Regions from separate parts of the Sus scrofa genome. Here all the other regions are linked to region 2. The links are chromatin contacts, called in public HiChIP or PLAC-seq maps. All regions are on one chromosome and are shown on one strand. The core of a region is the stretch at or near the end of the contact, and the rest is flanking DNA. Distances in the headings are between cores, read along the strand shown. Region 1 has its middle 190 kb from the start of JMJD1C. Region 2 has its middle 48 kb from the start of NRBF2. Region 3 has its middle 150 kb from the start of ZNF365.

Region 1 (2,700 bases), core at 12-2,511, 520 kb before region 2:
AAAGTACAATCTGTTTTATGTAAAAAGTCTTCCCTGAGGAAAGCCTTGGCCTCCAGCTGCGTAACTGATTGATGTTCTTAAAGCCCCCAGGAACCTCTGCTGGGATCTGAGGTTGTGGTTTCCAAAAAAAGAGTTCGTAAAAGGGAAGCACTGAAAATAATTTCCCCTCCTTTATTGTGTATCTCACAATCTGGGAGAGTTAGCCTGAAACACGAGGGGAGAACATGCAAGTAAAGACTCTGTATTTCAGAGTTCCACACGGAAGGGGAGGAGCTTTGGATGGCTCGGGGATGAGGCAGCCTATTTGCATAGCAAGCACTCTGCTTTTACTTAGATTGCCCATTCCAGTCACTAATGATATCAAAACGTTCTAAAGATGCTTTAGACACACTTGGCAGAAGACTAAGAGCATGGATGTTTTTATTTGGAGCGTTTGTGAAACATGCTAATAGAGATTGAAATCCATCTTATTTTGAGAATGTTGTGCTATTCCTGTTCCCATTCTGTCTTTAGGAGACCCTGATCTGGGGTGACACTTCTTATGAAAATAAGGCCAGTTATGAAATCTAGTTTTTGAGTTGCCTTCTGGATGTTCCTGGATTGGTCAGGGTCAGGGGAATCTCCTGCCAAGTTTTTGCTCTATCCTTTGTGATCTCTATACCCACTTGGGGCCCAGTGCACAGGTGGCAACACAGATGTGTACCCCTGACTCCCAGAGAGGGCAACACCACTATAAAAATTCTTACGCTAGGAGTTCCCTTCGTGGCACAGCAGAAACAAATCCGACTAAGAACTAAGGGGTTGCGGGTTCCATCCCTGGCCTCACTCAGTGGGTTAAGGATCCGACATTGCCTTGAGCTGTGGTGTAGGTCACAGACGTGGCTCGGATCCCAGTTGCTGTGGCTGTGGTGTAGGCTGGCAGCTGTAGCTCCAATTAGACGCCTAGCCTGGGAACCACCATGGGTGTGGGCCTAAAAAGCAAAAAAATAAAAATAAGAAAAGTTCTTAAGCTAACCAAGTTTAAACCTGGAGGACCAGCCCTTCCCTCTGGCCCTAAGGCCTGCCTGGAGCAGACTGTATGTCAGGCTGGGAGGAGGGCATAGATTAGGGTGCAAGGGCCTGCCTTCATCTTCTGGCTTAGGGGGCTGAACTTCAACTTGGAGTCAGAACAAAGCCGCTGCCAGCTCAGGGCTAAGGAGCTTGGGCTGGTCTTGGGGTGGAGCCAGGACCCAGAAACCAATGCCATGAGCCACCAGCTGGCTCTGGTCCCAGGAGCCTGTGCAGCTGCCGTGCAGGCCAGACTGGGCCTGCAGACTGTCACTGTGCCAGCAGCTCTATTAGACTCCCAGTCTCTGCTCCCGGCAGGCTCACACCCAGTGGCCTGTGTACTTTGGCAGCAGCCTACCTTAGGCGTGTTCTGAGGTGACTGAATAAATGTTCAGAAAAGCCACATCATCTGCTTGTTCTTATCATTCTGGACATTATATTGTTGTTCTAAAAACCCATAGAGGTCAAGGTGAATAGCTACAAACCCCTAAAGTTTGTTGACCTGATAAAAATGAAAGTGCTGGCGATTTTCCATAACTCTGTATGGTCTAATTTAAGTGCCCATCATTAGTACTCTAACTAGAACAACCAAGGCACCATGACTGTGGAAATAGAAATCCTCTACCACTATATCCAAATGGTGGGGGCAAATCCATGAATGGCAGCATTCGCAGCCATTTTTAGGAGTGCTTCCTGATACCTTGGGCATTCAGCTTTAATAATAAAGTTAACAGCAATTATATTGAGAAAAGGTCAAAAAAGGCAAATCTTTTTTTTTTTTTTTTTAAAGCGTTATACTGTTCCTTTTATATGCTAGATCATTTTCTGTATCAGTGGCTCGGTGGCTCTTCTCCGAGGCAACCAGTCCCACTGACCATCTAGGAACTTTTTCCAAAAGATTAAGTTTGATCTCTTCCTAATCTTGTCCCCCACCAAACATGTTTGGCCTCTCCAGCTTGGTCACAAATTCCAGCATTTCAAAAGGCTGCACCTAGTCCATCTTTAGATTCTCTTATCACCAGGGAAAGGCTTGTACAACTTCTCAATAAACTTTGGCCTTTAGGCAGCTCCCTAATGAGAATAAAGGGCAGGATCCCACAGTGGGGCCAGCAGGATCAGTCCTATGGAGAGCAGCCCAGTAGGGCTTAAGCCATTAAGACCAATAAGACAAGCTCTCAATGCTCAGGAAACTCATAATCTAGGGGAGGCCACTGCTATGTTGCTTAACAAGGTGTTAAGCTGCAGTGTGAACTGAGTGCTATGGGAACTCAAAGGCAGTGATGATTAATTATGCTGGGTATGGGGATTAAAGAGCTGGGAATGTTTCCCAGAGAGAGTCGCCGTTGAGCTAAAACTCAAAGGATGAGCAGGCTTTGATCATGAGGAAATTTAGTGGGCAGAGTGCTCAGCAAGATGCATTCCAGGAAGAGGCACAGTGCAGAAGTCTTCCCGGCACTGAGAGGTGATGATACAGGAAATGTTTGGAGCACAGGAGGTTGTCTGGTACAGTTGCAGTTCATAATCTAAGGTAGAGATGACCCAAGAAAGACTAAAAAGTTAGGTTAGGCCTGATGGTGATTGTCTTGGGAAAAAAAAAAAAAAACTCCTTGGACTTTATTCCGAAAGGAGTGGTGAAGCATGTGAAGGATCTTA
Region 2 (2,700 bases), core at 41-2,540:
CAGCAACGCAGGATCCGAGCCGCGTCTGCAACCTACACCACAGCTCACAGCAACGCTGGATCGTTAACCCACTGAGCAAGGGCAGGGACCGAACCCGCAACCTCATGGTTCCTAGTCGGATCCGTTAACCACTGCGCCACGACGGGAACTCCTGCTTGAGCCATTTTTAAACCATTCTTACAACCCTGACAGACTTGCTGAAGATGAAGCCTGGCAGTGTGGCTTCTTTCAGAGCAAACTCGTGTGATGAGAATATTCTATCCATTGTTTGAATGCTGTGCTAGTGACTGAATTCTTGGTAAGGAACGGGGGGTGGGGGGGGTGAAGAGAGAGGACCATAATGTTTGTGTCACTGAAGACATTCATTGACTTTTTACAAGGCAGGGGAAGTGTGTTACTAATCTGTTTACCTTGTTCCTTCCGTCCTTTTGGTTAGCTCAGATGCTCCTTACTTGTGAAGACAGCTGAATGTGTCCATTTCCTCCAGACAGTGAAATAGTATTGGATATGTAGAATAATTTGAAAATTTTAAGATCAAGGAGACTTTAGAAGGGGAAACTTGTGCTGAATATTTTGGTCCTTCCTATTAAATTCATTCTGATGTCATTTGGACCTGAATATGAATTCCTTTTCCTGATGAATGAATTACATGTGTTCAAATCCATTTCTCTTCTGCTGTGCAGGTTAGGATTGTAGCACCCGTACAAATCATTCCTGTTACTTCTCTTTGGTAGATGGGATATGGGCTTAATGTTATCTGGATAGGATTAGTGAGCTTCAGAAGAAAAGTGTATTGATGAACAAATACTATAGATACAGAACTATAGATTCAGTATGTTCTATTTCTAGAGCCCAGAACAGATCAGGATTTTCAGCCGTGGAAGTGGGAAAATAAATTATTAAAAAAGCCTACAGCTGTTTGGTATAAGCACTATGAATTGGGCTGTAGCAAGTAGCCGAGATATAAGGATTTATGCCACCAGGCCTGTGACTAAGATTCAGGCTCAAACCTTTCCAAACTACAAAATTTATGACATTCCTGGTTATGCATCAAGGTTAATTAGATTAACCTTGATACTTACACCTTGAAACCACATGGAAGGTGCAGGGACATTTTCTCTGTGTATGTGTTTATACACAGAAAATGTGAAGTACTTGGCTCTCACAGTAACTCATCTGGCGCTTGCAGTGAAAGCAAAGTAACTTTCAAACAAAAATGAAATGTTAGTAAGCTCTGGGTCACTTGGCTGCATACAAAGTGACTTCCCTTTCTTGGCTGGGGACATTGTCACAGCTGACTTAAGCTTTTCAGTCAGTTCTGTGTAACGAAGCCAACCAGCTGCAGCTAAGACTGAAAGACTGCTTGTCTTTTCTGTGTTTTTTCTCTGAAAAAGACCTCAGCCCTGGGGTCAATGGAGGGTACACGGAGGGTCTGTGTTACTTGTGTGGGTCAGAGCTGGACTGCATTTTGAGGAGTGACAGATCTGGATAGCTGGGTCAGTGCAGACAGAGCCAGTATAGTGAGCCAGGGGACCCAGTAATGAGGGTGCTAACTGACTTGCAGGTCCTGTCAAACTTTTGTAGAACACAGGACAGACAACCACAGAGCCAAGGTAAGTCTTCAGGTTTAGTAAGTGGAAGGAGTTCACGACGAAGGGCATGCAGGGATCGGTGCCACATGTGCCTTGAAAGTTAGGATATGTGGGGGATGTTGGGAGAAAGGTTTTTTTTTTTATAATTTATTCAGCATTTTTTATTTATTTGGCACTGGTAATATGATAAAAATAATCCTTAGCAAGCTCAGGATTGTGCCATCAATGCTAAATACTATGTAATAAGCACAGCAGACCCTTGAACAACACGGAGTTAGGGGTGCCAACCTCCATGCAGTCAAAAATTCACACCTAAGTTTACAGTCAGCCCTCTGATTCCACATATATGGACCCACACAGTTTAAATTATGTTCAAGAGTTAACTAAGGTACAAAACATACAGAAAAGGTTTAATACTTACTTATGATACTTACTGCCTTAGGGAAGTCTTCAGAAGGGTGGCAGTATTTGGACTCTTCAAGGAACAGAACAAATATTGTGGACACATTTGCCTTCCAGCCCTTTTCCAGAGACACGTCAGCTGAGACTTAACACACTTTCAGAAGTGACTTTCAAAATCATAACTCTCGTTCTAGAAGAGCAGAGGGGTAGGGGCTGCTTCTGGTACTGCCATTATAAGAGGTGAATGTCAAGGTGACAAATCCCTATACAATTCAGTAGGTGCCTTCCAGGATACACCACAGGCAAGGGACTCTCATCTCCCTCATATTTGTGCAGTACAGATTATTTTCACATCAGACACCTCAGAGACACTGATAACCTGAGGTGCTTTTCTTTGTCAACTGCAATTTTAGCCAACCTAATAAATGTATTATGTCTTCTAGTCTCTTTGCAAATGAGTAAACTATATGTGGCATGTGTGGGGAACTCTTCACCGAAATTTTCTAGTAATTTTTTTTGTAGAAAATTGTTTTACAAAACTTTGTTAGCTCACCTTTTCCAGATGTAAAGGGGAAAAGCCAGCCAATAACTTCCCATTACAATCCCTAAAAATCATAGCATCATAAAGTCCAATAAAAACCATTGGTTCATCCTGATTTGTGGGTCTTTGAGGGACCACATTGGACATACTAGTCTACTGCACTCT
Region 3 (2,723 bases), core at 38-2,537, 630 kb after region 2:
TAGTCTTAGCTTCAAGTAGTAGATTGATCTCACTAAGCAATGCAGATTTTACTAAAGCTTTTGTGAGCACACAGGGAAGAGGATTTTAACTGTATACCACATGAAAAAAAAACTTCAGTGAACTCCTTTTTAGCCTTTTCCGTTTTCTCCCATAGCTTTTTTTGGATACCAGTTACTGGGTCTCCATTTCTTATCAGAACCCATTCTTCAAATCTCTGTTACTGTCCTAAACAATTCAGCTCTAACCCTAAAATGGTGCGTACTACAAAACAAAGCAAAAGCCGGTATAATTAACCAAGCCAAAGCTCTCTGGAAGGCAGTTAAGCAACTATCTGTGGTTATCCCAACATGCCCCTTGGGGTAAAGATGTCATCTCCAGACCCAAATGGTGTATCTAAATACTCACCTACAAAAACACACATTTCTGGCTTGGGGGATGAGGAGAGAAATTCTCTGCTAAGAAAAAAAAATCAAAATTTCTCCGTATCGTTGCTTTTAAAGTATGCAAGGCATCATAGCAAGTACCATGAAAAATATGAGCTTCTAAAAGACACAGTATGTGGGAGATTTGCTAATGATCCATTTATGATCTTCTCTATGACAGGAAAGCAGGGAGTTCCTATATAGAGAGAATTTCCTATAGAACATTGTAAGTAACTCTCTTTTAGGAAAAAATGTGGAAAAATCAAGGCAAATATGCTTTGGTTTAGAATATACTAATTTGACATTAGTGAATCAAATATATCTTCATAGTGATGAAATCTGGTTAAAAATATGTTCCAAATGCTGGTATTTGCCTTCTTAGACTATGTTAAGCAGTTGATCCAATAATCTAGAAGCAGTAACCAATAGGCTAGATAGGCAGTCTATGTCCTGATAAATAGGAGCAGAGAATGCTAGAAAAAACTGAAGCAGATACCTGCCTTATAATTAAGGAATCATGTTATAGAAATCTTCCAACTTTAGGTTGAGGGCTTCTAGTTGTAGCCAATGGGAAACCACTGTTCGTTCATGAAGAGGGAAGTGAAGTGATGTAATTGGTTTCTGTGAAGACTACTTTGAAAACTCTCTACAAAATATCTTTTAAGTGGGAGAGAAAGAAGTCAGGAAGGCCAAATGAGAGGGTCTAGGTTGGGTAGCACGAGAAAAAAGAATGTATACACAAATGCTGAGAATTGCTTTGAGAAAAGCTTCCAAAAAATTGCTGACTGATCAGATGTGGAGGAAGAAGTGAAAAAGGGAAGCGTCAAATACAACTCTGATTTGGATCTCAAGTTACTGAGATAACAGTAAAGCCTTTAAAGAAATGGGGAACTTGAGATGAGAGGCCAATCTGAGGTTGGGGTTAGGCAAAATTAGTCAGTCAAGAAATACTGAATATATGCCAATCACTGTGCAAGGTGCCAGGAATACAGACACAAACAAATTTGACTTGACCCTTGTCCTCATCTCATGGGGCTCACAGATGGGGGAAAAGACCAGCATTACATAAATGCTTACCAATAGTTATATGTAATATAATGGGGTAATAAGTTCTGTAAGGTTGTCAAAGAATAACCTACATTTTCTATGGTAGTTTCAGATTTCGAAATGTTCAAGCCACTTTTATTTTTAAATGACTAAAGAAAGGAGAAAAAGAAGCAAGTAATTCTCAGGTCTCAGAAATCAGCTGTATTCAAAGCAGCATTATTCACAATAGCCAAAAAGTGAAAGCAACACAGACTTTCATCAGCTAATGAGTGGGTAAATAAAATGTGGCACATCCATGCAATGGAATATTTTTCAGTTATAAAAAGGAATGAGGTACTTATTCATGTTATAACATGGATAAACTTTGCAAATGTTATGCTAAGTGAAAGAAGTCAGTCACAAAGCACCACATATTATATGATTCCATTTATATGAGATGTCTAGGATAGGCAGATCCATCAAGACAGAAAGCTGATTAGTGGTTGCCTAGGGCTGGAGGTTGGGAAGATTGAAGAGTGACAGCTAAAAGATGTAGGACTTCTTGTCAGGATGATAAAAATGTACTAAAATTTATTATGGTGATGGATGCACAACTCTGAGAATATACTCAAAGCCACTGAATTTTATACTTCAGATGGGTGAATTGTATGGTATGTCAATTATATCACAGTAGAGCTGTTTTTTAATCACTTTGTATGGCAGAATAAAGAGAGACAGGACAGAAAATATTTATAAAAAACTCGAGTTCATTTTAAGTTCAGTTATATCTAAAGTGGTTTAAATAGGTACAATTCATAGCAGTCATTATCTTCTACATTAGCCATGATTTATGATTTTCTACAGTTATCTAAATGTTGAGGTTTAAATATCAGATGGGTAAAGATAAGTGCTAATTTAAAACTATATAACAACTTTGGATGCTAGAGAACAGAGCACAACACATTTGGCTATGCTTAGGACCTTTGCTTAGTCATTGAGTCGTCTAGGCAACCGCTTGATTTAGATCCCTAAGTTGTAAATTCAGCTTCCCTATAAGCATTTTATAGTATCATTTCTGAAAAACAAAAATTTTTAGTCTCAGTTGACATATTTCATAATTTCCCTTTAATTGAAACTAATTTCCTTCTCAAAGGGGAACTAGTTTTTTTTTTTCACATTTTTCTTTCTTAAAGAGATTTAAAATTTCTCTTATTTCTGCCAGGCCTAAGAAAGCCTACAGTGGGGATCTGATCTAGTCTGGGTGGTCAGGGAAT

Evidence for each region. HiChIP or PLAC-seq counts read pairs in DNA pulled down with a chosen protein or histone mark.
Region 1: a contact with region 2 is called in an H3K27ac HiChIP or PLAC-seq map of skeletal muscle, with 12 times the contacts expected there. The contact joins two enhancer-like sites. A contact is called at or near these places in 9 of 47 Hi-C or Micro-C datasets (adipocytes, embryonic fibroblasts, fetal skeletal muscle and 4 more) and 2 of 2 datasets of contacts at active chromatin or transcription factors (alveolar macrophages and skeletal muscle).
Region 3: an H3K27ac HiChIP or PLAC-seq map of alveolar macrophages shows a contact between it and region 2. The contact joins two enhancer-like sites. A contact is called at or near these places in 1 of 47 Hi-C or Micro-C datasets (embryonic fibroblasts) and 1 of 2 datasets of contacts at active chromatin or transcription factors (alveolar macrophages).

Annotation. Positions count from the first base shown.
Region 1 is chr14:67,158,427-67,161,126 of Sscrofa11.1, reverse strand. No RefSeq gene overlaps it. Among named protein-coding and RNA genes, the nearest start is that of JMJD1C, 190 kb to the right of the region's middle. Within about 2 kb of position 1,261, at least 49 of the 83 cell types and tissues checked have an H3K27ac peak or open chromatin away from gene starts, as enhancers often do. A contact at or near this core is called in fetal skeletal muscle, skeletal muscle and subcutaneous adipose tissue, where this site is marked.
Region 2 is chr14:66,636,656-66,639,355 of Sscrofa11.1, reverse strand. No RefSeq gene overlaps it. Among named protein-coding and RNA genes, the nearest start is that of NRBF2, 48 kb to the right of the region's middle. Within about 2 kb of position 1,290, at least 19 of the 83 cell types and tissues checked have an H3K27ac peak or open chromatin away from gene starts, as enhancers often do. A contact at or near this core is called in alveolar macrophages, fetal skeletal muscle, skeletal muscle and 1 more, where this site is marked.
Region 3 is chr14:66,005,260-66,007,982 of Sscrofa11.1, reverse strand. No RefSeq gene overlaps it. Among named protein-coding and RNA genes, the nearest start is that of ZNF365, 150 kb to the right of the region's middle. Within about 2 kb of position 1,287, at least 3 of the 83 cell types and tissues checked have an H3K27ac peak or open chromatin away from gene starts, as enhancers often do. A contact at or near this core is called in alveolar macrophages, where this site is marked.